3 separate regions of the Mus musculus genome follow, and all the other regions are linked to region 3. A link is a contact called in public promoter capture Hi-C data. All regions are on one chromosome and are shown on one strand. Each heading gives the region's core, a stretch centred on a gene start, on an enhancer-like site or on the middle of the called end of the contact. The rest is flanking DNA. Distances are from core to core; before and after follow the strand shown. Region 1 has its middle 33 kb from the start of 4930539C22Rik. Region 2 has its middle 74 kb from the start of Mir1895. Region 3 holds the start of Ppa2 (pyrophosphatase (inorganic) 2).

Evidence for each region. Promoter capture Hi-C pulls out the DNA fragments that hold promoters and counts their contacts.
Region 1: a promoter capture Hi-C map of the 3T3-L1 cell line shows a contact between it and region 3, with 7 times the contacts expected there. The contact joins the enhancer-like site here to the promoter of Ppa2 in region 3. A contact is called at or near these places in 5 of 39 promoter capture datasets (the 3T3-L1 cell line, the C10 cell line, the HPC-7 cell line and 1 more) and 1 of 115 datasets of contacts at active chromatin or transcription factors (astrocytes).
Region 2: a contact with region 3 is called in a promoter capture Hi-C map of second pharyngeal arch cranial neural crest, with 6 times the contacts expected there. The contact joins the enhancer-like site here to the promoter of Ppa2 in region 3. A contact is called at or near these places in 11 of 39 promoter capture datasets (the 3T3-L1 cell line, the C10 cell line, the HPC-7 cell line and 6 more), 1 of 484 Hi-C or Micro-C datasets (the HPC-7 cell line) and 1 of 115 datasets of contacts at active chromatin or transcription factors (astrocytes).

The regions. Positions count from the first base shown.
Region 1 is chr3:134,388,227-134,392,919 of GRCm38.p6, reverse strand. No RefSeq gene overlaps it. Among named protein-coding and RNA genes, the nearest start is that of 4930539C22Rik, 33 kb to the left of the region's middle. Within about 2 kb of position 1,824, at least 25 of the 459 cell types and tissues checked have an H3K27ac peak or open chromatin away from gene starts, as enhancers often do.
Region 2 is chr3:134,312,054-134,316,511 of GRCm38.p6, reverse strand. No RefSeq gene overlaps it. Among named protein-coding and RNA genes, the nearest start is that of Mir1895, 74 kb to the right of the region's middle. Within about 2 kb of position 2,196, at least 4 of the 459 cell types and tissues checked have an H3K27ac peak or open chromatin away from gene starts, as enhancers often do. A contact at or near this core is called in second pharyngeal arch cranial neural crest, where this site is marked.
Region 3 is chr3:133,306,724-133,311,403 of GRCm38.p6, reverse strand. It overlaps Ppa2 (pyrophosphatase (inorganic) 2), which reads right to left and starts at 1,294. Exons shown (of 12, transcript NM_146141.2): 1 at 1,123-1,294. The coding sequence starts at 1,264.

The sequences.
Region 1 (4,693 bases), core at 575-3,074, 1.1 Mb before region 3:
GTTAGGAACTTAAGAAAGATAGAGATGCTTTAATCTCCCTGTACTTATCCTATACTACAGATAACAAAGTGGACTCAGAAGATACGCAAAATCTTCATCACAGTCCATCCCCCCTCAACAAAACCAAGTGCAGAAGGATGGCAGTTAAAACTAGGGCTGGTAATTGGTAAGAGATGGGGCAGAGGAGGGCACTGCAGTGTTGATGGCAGTGGGTAATAGATCACGCCATTTTAGCCTAAACTTTTCTTGATGTCATGTGTTCCTATTTACCTTCATCTGTGCTCTGTCTTCTGTAATTGTGGCTCTAATTTAGTCCCTGCCATTAACTATGGATTGCTGACTGCTTTTGAATCAAACATTAGTGTTTCACTTTATAATATAATCACTTATCATTCTGGAATGCTCACTTATATCCATAAGATCTACTCCACCTCTACTATGATTGGCAATGCCTGGTGTGCTACCAGTATGTGTGGCTTTGGTTTCACCAGCCCCAACTCTAACACTGTATGTGCTTTCATTTCACCTTCTATTTAGTGACAACCCCTTATTCTTTCACTTCACTGCTTAGTGTCTTTTCTTCCTTCTTTCCTTCTTTTCCTTTCCTTTCCTTTCCTTTCCTTTCCTTTCCTTTCCTTTCCTTTCCTTTCCTTTCCTTTCCTTTCCTTTCCTTTCCTTTCCTTTCCTTTCCTTTCCTTTCCTTTCCCTTTCTTTCTTTCTTTCTTTCTTTCTTTCTTTCTTTCTTTCTTTCTTTCTTTCTTTCTTTCTTTCTCTTCCTCCTAATCCTCATCCACTTCCTCTTCCAACATAGAACTTTTCTGTTTTAACAGAGAAGTTAATTAGACTCATGGTTTAAAGGGATCCATTCTGACATGTTAGGAGTATGTAGGCACTGTCTATGATTGTGAGAGCTTGAAACTCAGCTTGTTAGATGTGAGCAGGCAAGGAAAAAGAGAGCTAGCCTGTAAGAGGGCAGCCTATGAGCCTGCCATAACAGAAGCCCATCAACCAGACAGACCATTATCCTAAAGTTTTAGAACTTCCCAAAATAGTACTATACCTAGAGTCCAAGAGTTCAATGTGAGTTGCTGAAGGACTTCTGTACCCAAACCATACCACTTTCCTCCCTCATAGGTTCATGTGTGTCTAATAGAATATTCACTCATTCCAACTTACAGAATTCCTACCTCTTGAATGTTTCCAACATTCCAAATCGAAATCCAAAGTATTTTCTTTGATTAAAAAAGCAACAAAACAACAAGAAGAAGAAAACAACCTTAATTGTGAAGCCTGTGAAATTTAAAAAGAAAAAAAAAAGATAAATTGTTCCAAAACTAACAATCCCATTCCAATTACAGAGAAACAGAGGCTAACAAAGACAATGACTAAAACCAAGTTCAAAAGACAGCAAGGTAAATGTTAAATCTGCTTCTCCAAGTCCAGTATCTTGGTTACTCAAGACATCACCTGATCTCTGTTTGGCTTGATAACCTTAACTCTGAGGCCCCACCATGTGAAATGTGTGTGGCCTCTCTCATGGGCCAGCTTCACCATGAACCTATAGCTCTCCTTGGCATTCATTCAGTGTTTCTGACTTTGTTACCATCCTGGGATCTCCAAGGAAATGTGAGCTTCATCGTCATAGCTTCACACATCAGCTTCTAAGGGGATCTTTTCCTAGTACACATTGCTTGGCCTCATTAACGTTTCTTTTCTGAACTCTTGGCACAAGCTTCCATTTCTCTGCCAACATTGCATTGTATAACCCTGCCAACTCTGCACCATGTGGACACCACCAAGTTCAGCTGCCAGCTCAGGCTATAGCCTGTCCCAGTGGACCATGTCTGAGAGCCGGAGTAGCTGAATAGGAGCCTGAAAAGGATCCTCTTAAGCAGTATTGTCTGAATAAGGTATGACTGCATCTCCATCTCACAAGGCATTGGCAATCTGTGCATTCTCCTTTTAAATGAAAGGTTTTGTGGTTGATAAGCTCAATGGCACTGATTTTCCCTTTGACAGTGAGTATCTCCCTCTCACTGCTGGGACTCCATTGAATTTGTGCAGGTCTTATGCACGTTGCCATAGCCTCTGTGAGTTTATATGTGTCTGGAAGACAATTTTCTTGTAGTCATCCAGCACTTCTGCTTCTTATAATCTTTCTGCCCTGCTTTCCACAGAGGTCCCTGAGCCTTGGGAGGAGGGACTTGGCTAACATATCCCAGTTAGGAAATTTTCTTGTTCTCTTCACTCTACAGTTGTGAGTCTCTTTGTTAATTCCCATCTACTTTAAAATAAAGCTTAAGTGATGTGGGTTAAGTGAGACTCTGACCACCAAATTCCAAACTGCAAGGCAGGCTCCAGGCTCCAGTGTAGCTGGCCCACACAATGCTATTTTTTTTTCTTTACTTTGATTCTTTTTGTTGTTGTTGTTGTTGTTAGGGTTTTTTGTTGTTGTTTTGTTGTGTTTGATTTTTTTTTTTTGCCTTGACAGTCATTTATTTGTTTTGATTTTTGTGTCTCACTGTTTTTGTTTTGTTTTGAGACAAGGGAGAGCAGGAGGGAGAGGGAAAGAGGGAGGGAGAGAAAGAGAAGGAGGGGGAGAGAGAGAGAGAGAGAGAGAGAGAGAGAGAGAGAGAGAGAGAGAGAGAGAGAACAAAATTGAATGAGTGGGGAGGTCGGAAGGCTAAGGAAGGATTCTGGGGAAAGAGAAAACCATGATCAAAGTGTTTTATATGAACATGAACTCTTAAAATAAAAGTCGAGGTTCAGGATGCATTTGTTCTAAAAATGCTTGCTAAGTAAAATTCACAAACTTGGCTACTTACTGGTTGTAATGCTGAGACCAAGGGAGGTAGGATGACCTTAAACATACTTGTCAGGTTTCTTATTCTTACAGTGATTTATAAAGTGGTATGAACCATGTAACATAATATAGCAAATGGGTTTAGAAAGAACACAAATTTGCATAACCAAGGACTTTTGTGGCATTATCACATATTCCTCTGTTATTTTTAAGGACAATGATTAAGCTCTCCGAACAGCACTGATAAGAATCTTTTTTTGTGTGTGTGCTTTTTTTTTCCATTTTTATTAGGTATTTAGCTCATTTACATTTCCAATGCTATACCAAAAGTCCCCCATACCCACCCACCCCCAATCCCCTACCCACCCACTCCCCCTTTTTGGCCCTGGCGTTCCCCTGTACTGGGGCATATAAAGTTTGCAAGTCCAATGGGCCTCTCTTTCCAGTGATGGCCGTCTAGGCCATCTTTTGATACATATGCAGCTAGAGTCAAGAGCTCCGGGGTACTGGTTAGTTCATAATGTTGTTCCATCTATAGGGTTGCAGATCCCTTTAGCTCCTTGGCTACTTTCTCTAGCTCCTCCATTGGGGGCCCTGTGATCCATCCATTAGCTGACTGTGAGCATCCACTTCTGTGTTTGCTAGGCCCCGGCATAGTCTCATAAGAGACAGCTACATCTGGGTCCTTTCGATAAAATCTTGCTAGTGTATGCAATGGTGTCAGCGTTTGGATGCTGATTATGGGGTGGATCCCTGGATATGGAAGTCTCTACATGGACCATCCTTTCATCTCAGTTCCAAACTTTGTCTCTGTAACTCCTTCCAAGGGTGTTTTGTTCCCACTTCTAAGGAGGGGCATAGTGTCCACACTTCAGTCTTCATTTTTCTTGAGTTTCATGTGTTTAGCAAATTGTATCTTATATCTTGGGTATCCTAGGTTTTGGGCTAATATCCACTTATCAGTGAGTACATATTGTGTGAGTTCCTTTGTGAATGTGTTACCTCACTCAGGATGATGCCCTCCAGGTCCATCCATTTGGCTAGGAATTTCATAAATTCATTCTTTTTAATAGCTGAGTAGTACTCCATTGTGTAGATGTACCACATTTTCTGTATCCATTCCTCTGTTGAGGGGCATCTGGGTTCTTTCCAGCTTCTGGCTATTATAAATAAGGCTGCTGTGAACATAGTGGAGCATGTGTCCTTCTTACCAGTTGGGACATCTTCTGGATATATGCCCAGGAGAGGTATTGCTGGATCCTCCGGTAGTACTATGTCCAATTTTCTGAGGAACCGCCAGACTGATTTCCAGAGTGGTTGTACAAGCCTGCAATCCCACCAACAATGGAGGAGTGTTCCTCTTTCTCCACATCCACGCCAGCATCTTAAGAAAAAAATTTTAAGGTTTATTTTATGTTTTTTTATTTGTATGTTCCTGTGCATGTATTTGTGCACATTCATGCAAGTGCTCTTGAGGGCACTGAACTACCTGTAGCTGAGGGGACAGTTAGTTGTGAGCCTACTGACATGAAGTGGGGAATCAAATTCAGATCCTCTGCAAGAGCAGCAAGTGCTCTTAACCACTGGCAATCTCTCCAGCTCCTGATGAAGTTCCTGAATATGTACAGATTTCCTTTTCATATACTTATCAGTTTTGAGGTAGGGTCTCATGTATTATACAGGGTGGCTTCCAACTCACTCTATAAGTAAGGACAACCTTAAACTGGTTGCAGACAACCTTAAGCCTTAAACTGGCCTTTTTTTTTGCATCTATCTCTTGAGTTCTCTAATTGCAAGTATATACCATCATGCCAAGCTTATGTGGTTTTGAAGATCAGTTTCAGAGCTAAGCAAGATCTTTAAGTAATTGAGTTATATCACAGAACCTTA
Region 2 (4,458 bases), core at 947-3,446, 1.0 Mb before region 3:
TGGAAAATCGCTCATGACAGTAAACAGAGCCTTGGTATGCATGTAATAGAAAATGAATGCTTGTGTTCATCGTTCAATGCAATATAGCAAACCACGTTGTTTACGTGCAAAAGAAAACAATCTCACTTTCTCTCTGTTCTCTCTCTTCAGGGTCATCCCCCTGACTTTCCCAAAGCTCTTCATTTTAGGAGGAGGCATTTCCTGTAGTTTACAGCTGGTTGGTGAGCCACTCTACCCTTGCCTTCCACCTGAAAACCTGACAACAGATGTGCATTGTATTTGAAACCTTCTATTTTCTCATATTTACTTACAGCACTTCATTATTCAGTCTTTCATTTGTAGGTGTTTTGTTTGTTTCCCCTCTCCCATGTTGTACAGTGCAATCCTTGGATGTAGAGGTGTAAGAGATAAAGCTGGATTAACTGGACTATTCAATGTGATACGCAATAGGATTTTCACTGAGATATTCCACTCCCTCTTAAGTTATAGGCGCTCATTTCATTATTCAGTGAACTCTCCAGCGACCCTGCGATTTCACTCTATAATTTATGTTTCCTGATACAATTCAACAGTGTAATGCTATGACTTATGAGCTTCATTTATAATTTGATCATCTCAGTATAATGCATGTTTTTCTACATGATTTATGTACTTTATCCTATAATATATGTGTTTCACTATATGATATATGTTTTCATCAGCTATGTATTATGGCAACGGTGACACGTTCCTAGCAAAGGAAGCAGAATATCCCAGCCTGAGGGGAAGTCTGGGGGTTAATTGCAATCAATTCACCTTCCACACAATTACACTTCCATCTCCGAGAGCTTGTGAAGTGAGTCAGCTTAACATGGCAGCCTTGGGGAGGCACCTGTGCCAGTATCCCTGTTTCCTAGATCCAAGAGAAAGAAAATCCCAGCAGCAGAACAGGCCATCAGAGCTCCATACTTTGGTTTACTTCCAAACAACAACCAAAGGTCATTAGTCACGTGCCAGTCCTTCTGATATGACCTGATTCAGGCTATACCAGGCCCATTTACGGAAATGCTGGAAATAGTAAACCTGCATTGCACATAAGCATTTCTTTTTTAGAAAATTTATTTAAGAATGATATTGCAACAATCACAGGTCTTTGCAGAAAACACTTTGAGACAAGCATTTATTAAGCTCATTACTACAGCAAACATCACTGAGTTGTGTGTCAGGCATGTTCATTTAGGAAGGTTCCCTTCTGCTATAGTTACCCATGGAATACTCCACAGACATTCATTATTATCATTCACTCATTATTATTCCACAGACATGCATTAAGCAATTAATTTGTTCCAAACAAATATGAAACAAACCAAAAGCCCTGGCTTCACAATACTTACATTCTATGGTGGGAAACAAGCAATATGCAAAAATGAATAAAAAGTAAAATAACACTGTAGATTATAATTTGCAGGCACATAAAAGAATAAATGCTCATAGGTGGGTAGTAATGCTTATCTTTATTAACTTAAGTCTACATTTTATTTTGATTTCTTGAGTTTTTATCATTCTTCAGAATTTCATACATGTATATGATGAAATATGATCATATATATTCACCTATTTCCCTCTCAAATTCCCCTCCCTCCTCTTAAAATGTTTCCTTCCCAACTTCATGTCTTATTCAGTCATCAGCTCCCAAATCTGGTTGCTGCTGCCTATACGTGCCTAGTTATACTGGTGCTGTTTAAATTAAGTAGGGACATGTGAAAGCTTTGTTAAGAAGAAAACATGGAAACAAAGAATTAGGACACGAGAGATGTGAGTATTAGTATAAGGAAAGGAACAGGGTGTGCAGAAAGCTTAAAGTTGAAGTAGACCCAGTGTGGTCTAGAATGAATGAGGATATCAAAATGGCAAGAAGAGGATAGATATGGTGTAAGTAGAGGAAGAATTTTCAGGAAAGCAAAAAGAGATCAAGAAGAGCCATGTGGAAATTGTAAAGACCTTGAAGCTTCCTGTGCACAAGAAGGGAGGCCTGAGCTAGAGAATGGAGTGCTAACCATGACCTGAGCTGCCTGCAGAGCTACACTGTGTATGCTACACATGGTTATACAGAAAGGTAGGTCAAGGAAGTATAGGGTTATTGCACAAGTCTGGGCTAAAGTAGAGTGTCAGTGGGTCAATTAAGAGTGGTAGCCATGGAGATGGTGAAAATTATTCAGAGTCTGGATAGTATTTCCAGTTAAGCTGACAATACTCTCTGAGGGACTGCCTAGAGAGTGAAAGGGGGAACAACTGATTCACAAGGACATTCGAGTAGAAGATTAAAGCAAACACTTCAACACTTACTTAATATATTTATTTTACTGTTAAAATTGGTGAAAGAAAATTGGATTGTTGCATGGTTTTTCACATAGAAAGAATATATTGATACCTAGAGAATTAGAAGCCAGCCCAGTCAATTTTTTTCATATGTATACCCAGATCAAGTTCTCCTGCCTTCCCTTCTCACATATTTAGTTGGTTTTATGCATGTTTGTATACTCATATGTGTGATTATCTTTAGTTTAGAAATATGAATACAGAATAGTTGTGCCTATAGGTATCATGTTTTCCTTTGTTTAAATAAATTAGAATCATTCCAAACAATTATGAACTTAATTTTGCTTTCATCAATACATATATCAAATACTAATAGTTTATTGGTTTGAGAATTTTATACATGAATATAATATGTTCTTATTAAATTCACTTCCCATTTCTGCTCCTATCTCCCTACATACAAGTTTTCTGTTTCAATTTCATATACTTTTAAATTTCTTTAAAAATTGCTTTTTTATTTTTTCTTGGGGAAGCTTATATAATACATTTTATCATAATCTTTCTGGTTTCCCAACTCCTCCCTGATTCTCTTGCCTTGCTACCCAACTTTATATTGTGTTCTTTATCTAAAGAAGGGAAGGGGGGGGGGAGAGGGAGAGGGAGAGGGAGAGGGAGAGGGAGAGGGAGAGGGAGAGGGAGAGGGAGAGGGAGAGGGAGAGGGAGAGGGAGAGGGAGAGGGAGAGAGAACAAGAAGAAGGAATGAAGGAAAGGGAAGGGAAGGGAAGGGAAGGGAAGGGAAGGGAAGGGAAGGGAAGGGAAGGGAAGGGAAGGGAAGGGAAGGGAAGGGAAGGGAAGGGAAGGGAAGGGAAGGGAAGGGAAGGGAAGGGAAGGGAAGGGAAGGGAAGGGAAGGGAAGGGAAGGGAAGGGAAGGGAAGGGAAGGGAAGGGAAGGAAAGGAAAGGAAAGGAAAGGAAAGGAAAGGAAAGGAAAGGAAAGGAAAGGAAAAAGAAGGGAAAAGGGAAAGGCATTAAAAAAAACATGACATGAAGTATAATTTGTGTTGGTCAACTACTCCTGCATATGGGACCTGTTGTACAGTGTGGTTGATATACTCAATATCATTCCATTGATAAAATTTGTGGGGAGCGGGTGTGGCGGCAGTCCCAAAGGCGCCAGGGACTGCAGCTAAGTCATATGACTTGCACCTGACTTCCTCATATAAGACACAAACATCTTGAGTGCTGCGCAGGTGTACCAGGATACAGGTGAATCCAATTTGGTGGAGATTTGCCCCTGCTGCCCTGATTAGCTGAAGCCTCGTGACTGGCGAGGGGGCGTGGCCTGCGGTTCGTGGATGAGAGAGAGTATAAAAGGAGTGAGAGGCCCAGGGTTCGGGGGAGATATAAACAAGAAGAATCAGGACTGAATAAACTGCTGTTAGAAGGACTGGTGGTCACGTCGTTCTTGCTGGTCGAGAGCGGGCGCGACAAAAATTGTCTTTTCCTTTCCCGGCAGCTATCATTTTGCAAATAGTTTCTTGGCTAGAGGTAGGATTCTGTGCCTATCTCATCTTCTTTGTGGTGAGTTTAATCTGGCTTGAACTTGTGTAGATCATGTGATGGTGTCACAGTCTCTCTGGCACATCTACCCTCTTGAGTCTGGAAATGCTATTTCCTTAAACTCATCCACCACCTCTGGCTCATATGATCTTTATGCCCCTTCATCTGCATAGACCTCTGATCCTTGAGGGGAGAGTCAAGATAAGAACAGGGCTGAGTGCTCCAAAGTCTGGTACTGTCTGCACATTGTGGGTGTCTGTGTTAATTACCACCTACTGCCCAAAAGCTTTTCTAATAGGAGTTAAGTGATGCACTAGTTTATGTGTACAACAATATGTCATTAGGAGTAATTTCATTTCTATGTTCATTAAGCAGATAATACTCATAGGTTTTCCTCTAGGCCTGTCACCTCTCTAGTCTCATGTTCTTGGCCTCATTAACAATGTCAGGAATAGGTTCCATCTCGTGCAGAAGGCCTTAAATTCAATTTTTAAAAAGTTAACCCAACAGCATCTGTACCACTATTGCATCCGTAGGAACATCTTGAAGGTAGTTCACAATTATAGCTCAGGGGCTTTTTGAGTTAGTCTCTAAAAATACTG
Region 3 (4,680 bases), core at 45-2,544:
TGAGTTCCAAGCTGCCCAGGGCTGCCCAGTGAGGCCCTGTCTCAAAATAATACAAAAAAAAAAAAAAAAAAAGAGTTTAAGCTAGGTTTGCTCCTTTATCACAAAATAATCTTCAACCTTCAGCTCCAGAAAAGTAACTGTAAAAATCAAAGTACAGTTATTAATGATTTCAAGTTATACTATAAGTCCGGTGACTTCTTTGAACATACATAGCCGCTTCTGCAGCCCTATCTTATAGGGGAAAAAAATTCTAATACTTAGCAAGTTAAGACACTCATCCAGCATGGGGGTCTCGGAACAAGATTTAGCTTCACCTCTTCAGGGCGGAACCTCCTAAGAGGTGTGCACAAGCCTTGACATTGCAACCGCTCCGCTACCTGGTATTAAGTAAAGGAGGCCTGAAAGCAACCCATCTACGTGGCTATTTTCACGCGATTGTTAACGAGACCTACAGAGTGAAAAGAAAAAGGAAAGTGGCCAGGAGCTTTTCTGTCTTTGGCGTCAGCCCAGGGCAGCCCAGACGGCCCTCTTTCTAGGTTTTGCTCAACGTACAGGGCAAGAAAAGGCACCACATTCTCGCCAGAACGCCGGCCAATCTCCTGCTTGTGGATGGCATTCAGGGTGCAAACTTTTAGGTTAAAAACTCAGTTGACTGTTGCTGTTTTTAAGTTAACCTTACCAAACAAAAGGTTTCGTGATGGCGTTGTGCACACAAGCCTATCCCAGCGCCTGGCTCACATTCTCCTCCCACTTCCTCCCTGCCTGTACGCCTGCGCTGACAGCAAGGTCGCGGTCGCAGGCAAACTCGCTTTCGGAGTGAAGACCCCGGTCCCCAAAGTTCTGCGGCCGTACGGAGGCGGATGGGCTTAGCAGCGCCCAGGAGGCGGCGCGGGCGAGCGGCGGGCCACGGCGCGGAGGTCAGCGGGAGGAGCTCAGCGCCGCGGGCCGGCTGCGGTCGCTGCAGAGGGCGGTTGGCCCCGCGCCACCCTGCGCACCGAGACCGGTCCCCTCCGCAGCGGGCTTGGGCGCGGGCTGCGGACCCGGCCGGGCAGAGCAAGGCAGGGCAGGGCACGGCGCCGCGGCCCCTCCGCCGGCCGGCGCGGAGCTGGGCGAACGACTTACTGAAGAACAGGCGGTAGTCCTGCGAGCGGGGATGGCCCAGCTCCTCCGTGCGGTACAGGGACATGACGCGGCGCGGAGGGCGGGCGGCGGCCCCCACGCGCCACCCTCGGCCGACGCTCAGCAGCGGCAGCAGCGCGCGCATGGCGGACGGTCTGCGAGAACCGCAGGGTCGGTGCTGGGCCCGGCGCGGCCGCTCGACGGCGCCCCCTGCCGCCCGGAGCCCGCACTGCCTCCCCGCGGTCGGCCTCAAGTGGCATCAAGTCCCACCCTCTTCTGCATTCCTGGGGCCACCTACCTCTCCACTTTGCTCCACAAGCCCTCAGAGGCCGAAGACCATCAAGACAAGGACCTTAGAAGCCCCAGGAATTCACCACCACGCACCCACTCACACACTGTCAGTGTCTGCGGTCAGACTTTGATTACATTAATGTAGCACTTGGTTGCATGCATACCTCCAGAAATTTCTAAAGGAACATCCAAGCCGGAAGGAGGGAGTGTACACACACGCGCGCGCGCGCGCACACACATACACACACACACACACACACACACACGACTATAATGTATAATGATCGAGCGTCCTTGTGAAGACATCTGACACAGATTTATCCTAAATCTGTAATTCCCTCAAACGCCACTTCCTCCATAAGGCCCTTTAATATTTAACCCAAGTACAGGTAACTTTTAACTTCTCTGCAATTGCATACTTCACAAGTATTTCTGTCTGGTCCGGTGGCCACAACTAGTTACAACAGCAGTCTTTGCAGTCTGGTCCAGTAACAACGGGAGCTGTGGTTCTAAGGAAGGAACCAACCATTGCCCTTTTCTGTAGACCAGTTGATTGGGAAGACCTCACTGGAATGGTCTTCCGGACCTCTACCAGTTTCTGCTCCAACTGTGAGCAAGGCTCACATCCTCACCTACTGGGTTCTTTCTGCATCTAAATTGTGACAGTTAAAACCCAAACTGGTTTTACCCAGGTTTCAGAAAGGATCTCTTAGAGGTGCCACTAGCCACTTAGACATTGCTTAGCCTAGTCTCTAAAAAATTTTGACATTAGTGGCTTTGTAACACGTCAACATGATTAGGCGGAGTTGCAAGCTAAGTTGTCCTATAAAAAATGGAAACATTTCCTTCCTGCGTTTATTTCATTGATTTATATGATTCTGCCTATGTTAAAAAAAGAAAGCTTAAAATTTCACCTAAACTTCAAATATTGGATATTTGAGAAAGAAATTCCTACTGAAACAAGGTTCTGGGCTGTCTAATAGTCTAGATTCTTAAAATTAGCATCAAATTCCGGGTATGTGATTTAGGAACATATTACTTTATGGCATTAAAAAGAAATGGCTTGATTTTGAACATATAAAATCTCATCTTTCATTTTCTATAATTTACTGAAATACCTGTGGATCAAAACCGAATATACAATACATGTTATGAGAACAAAGTTGGCTTACTGGTTAATTTTAAAATACAAATTTCTGAAGATATTTATTCAACAATAGTTGTCCATTTCAAATGTAGACATTTGGAACCTAACTCGCTGAATTTCCTCTGTGGACATCTGTCACTATCATGTAGCAAGTGTGGGGGTTTGAATAGGTAAGGCCCCCATAGACTTATGTGTTTGAATTACATAGGGAGTGGCACTATTAGGAGGTGTGGTCTTGTTGGAGGAAGTGTATCACTGTGGGGGCCTGGCTTTGAGGTCTCCTGTATCCAAGCTCCGCCCAGTGTGGAACACAGTCTCCTCCTGACTGCCTTCCAATCAAGATGTAGAACTCTCAGCTTGTCTAGTATGGCTGCCTGCATGCTGCCATATTTCCTTCCATAGTAATAATGGACTGAACCTCTAAAACTGCAAGCTACTCTCAATTAAATGCTTTCCTTTATAAGAGTCGCCTTGGTCATAATGTCTCTTCACAGTAATGATGAAATTAAGACAGTAAGTGTGTGTCTTAATTTTTAATTCTAGGACTTTACAAAACAGGGGTAAAGACAAATGTTCAAAAAGCTCTTGAGCACAGATCCAGAATTTACAAATAAAAGAGAAAACTGGCTGAGCTTGGAGGGTTGGGGTGACTGGTATGTAGCCGAGCTTAGCCATCATTCTGATTTTGTATCTGAGAATAGTGAGGTGTCCAGGAGCCAGTCCAATGTGGAGCCCAGGAGACAACTATAGCATGGAACTTGCAGGACTTGCAATATATTGAATAGCTTTTAGTCTATAGAAATTTAGCTTATGGTCACTTCACAATAAACAAAATACCAGGTTGCTAACATGAGAGACAACCTTTGAGCTTTTCAGATTTTTAATTAAATGGCTTTCCTTTTCCTGAAGTATGTGTGAAGCAGATGCTGTTGATTTTCCAACTAAACAGGAGTGAAAGCAGTCCATGTAAATGGTCAACTCTAGGTTGGAGACCTGAGTGGGCAGGGGTACCCACCACCCCAGACGAGGCCCAGATGATTCCAGTATAAGCTGCAGATGCCAGATACAGAGCTGCAGAGTTTGGTGTTCACCTCCTCAGTTTAGGTCTTGCTATGGTCTCATCATTCTTAACTATGCCCTTACTGCTCTCTGTTGGATTTTGTGCCATTGTATATTAGAAATATGTAACTTTTTCTGCTGGGTCTCACCATAAGAGATTGATTGAGCCCCAGTAGAAACTTTATGCTTATACTTTTGAATACTCCTGGAACATTTATACTTTGGGTACTTCATGAAATGTAATAAATACATTTTGTGTTATAAAATTAACATGAGATTTTTTTTTCTTCCTGGGATAGAGGTGGAATATCATGATTTCAAAGTGACACTTGTCTGGTGTGTTGACAGAATGGACTGATGAGTGTCAATCTGCACTACTGACTAGGTTTGAGAGCAGCAAAGAGACACACATCCAATCATAACTGTGAGATTGTTTCCAGAGATGCTCAACTAGAGAGGAGAAGAGGGGGAGGAGGAAGAGGAGGAGGAGAAGAGAGGAGGAGAAGGAAGAGACGGAGAAGGAAGAGGAAGAGGAGGAGAAGAAAGGAGAAGGAAGAGAAGAAGGAAGAGGAGAAGGAGGAGGAAGAGGAGGAGGAGGAGGAGAAGAAGAAGAAGAAGAAGAATTAGAAGGAAGAAGAAGAAGAAGAAGAAAAGAAGAAGAAGAATTAGAAAGAAGAAGAAGAAGAAGAAGAAGAAGAAGAAGAGGAAGAGGAGGAGGAAGGAGGAGGAGGAGGAGAGGAGGAGAAGAAGAAGAAGAAGAAGAAGGAGAAGAAGAAGAAGAAGAAGGAGAAGAAGAAGAAGAAGAAGAAGAAGAAGAAGAAGAAGAAGAAGAAGAAGAAGAAGAAGAAGAAGAAGAAGAAGAAAGGAGGAGAAGAAGAAGGAGAAGAAGAAGGAGAAGAAGAAGAAGAAGAAGGAGAAGAAGAAGAAGAAGAAGAAGAAGAAGAAGAAGAAGAAGAAGAAGAAGAAGAAGAAGAAGAAGAAGAAGAAGAGGAAGAAGATGCTACGTCTGGCTCTATCACCTAGTCAGCAGCACCCTTGTGGTATCACCTAGTCAGCAGCACCCT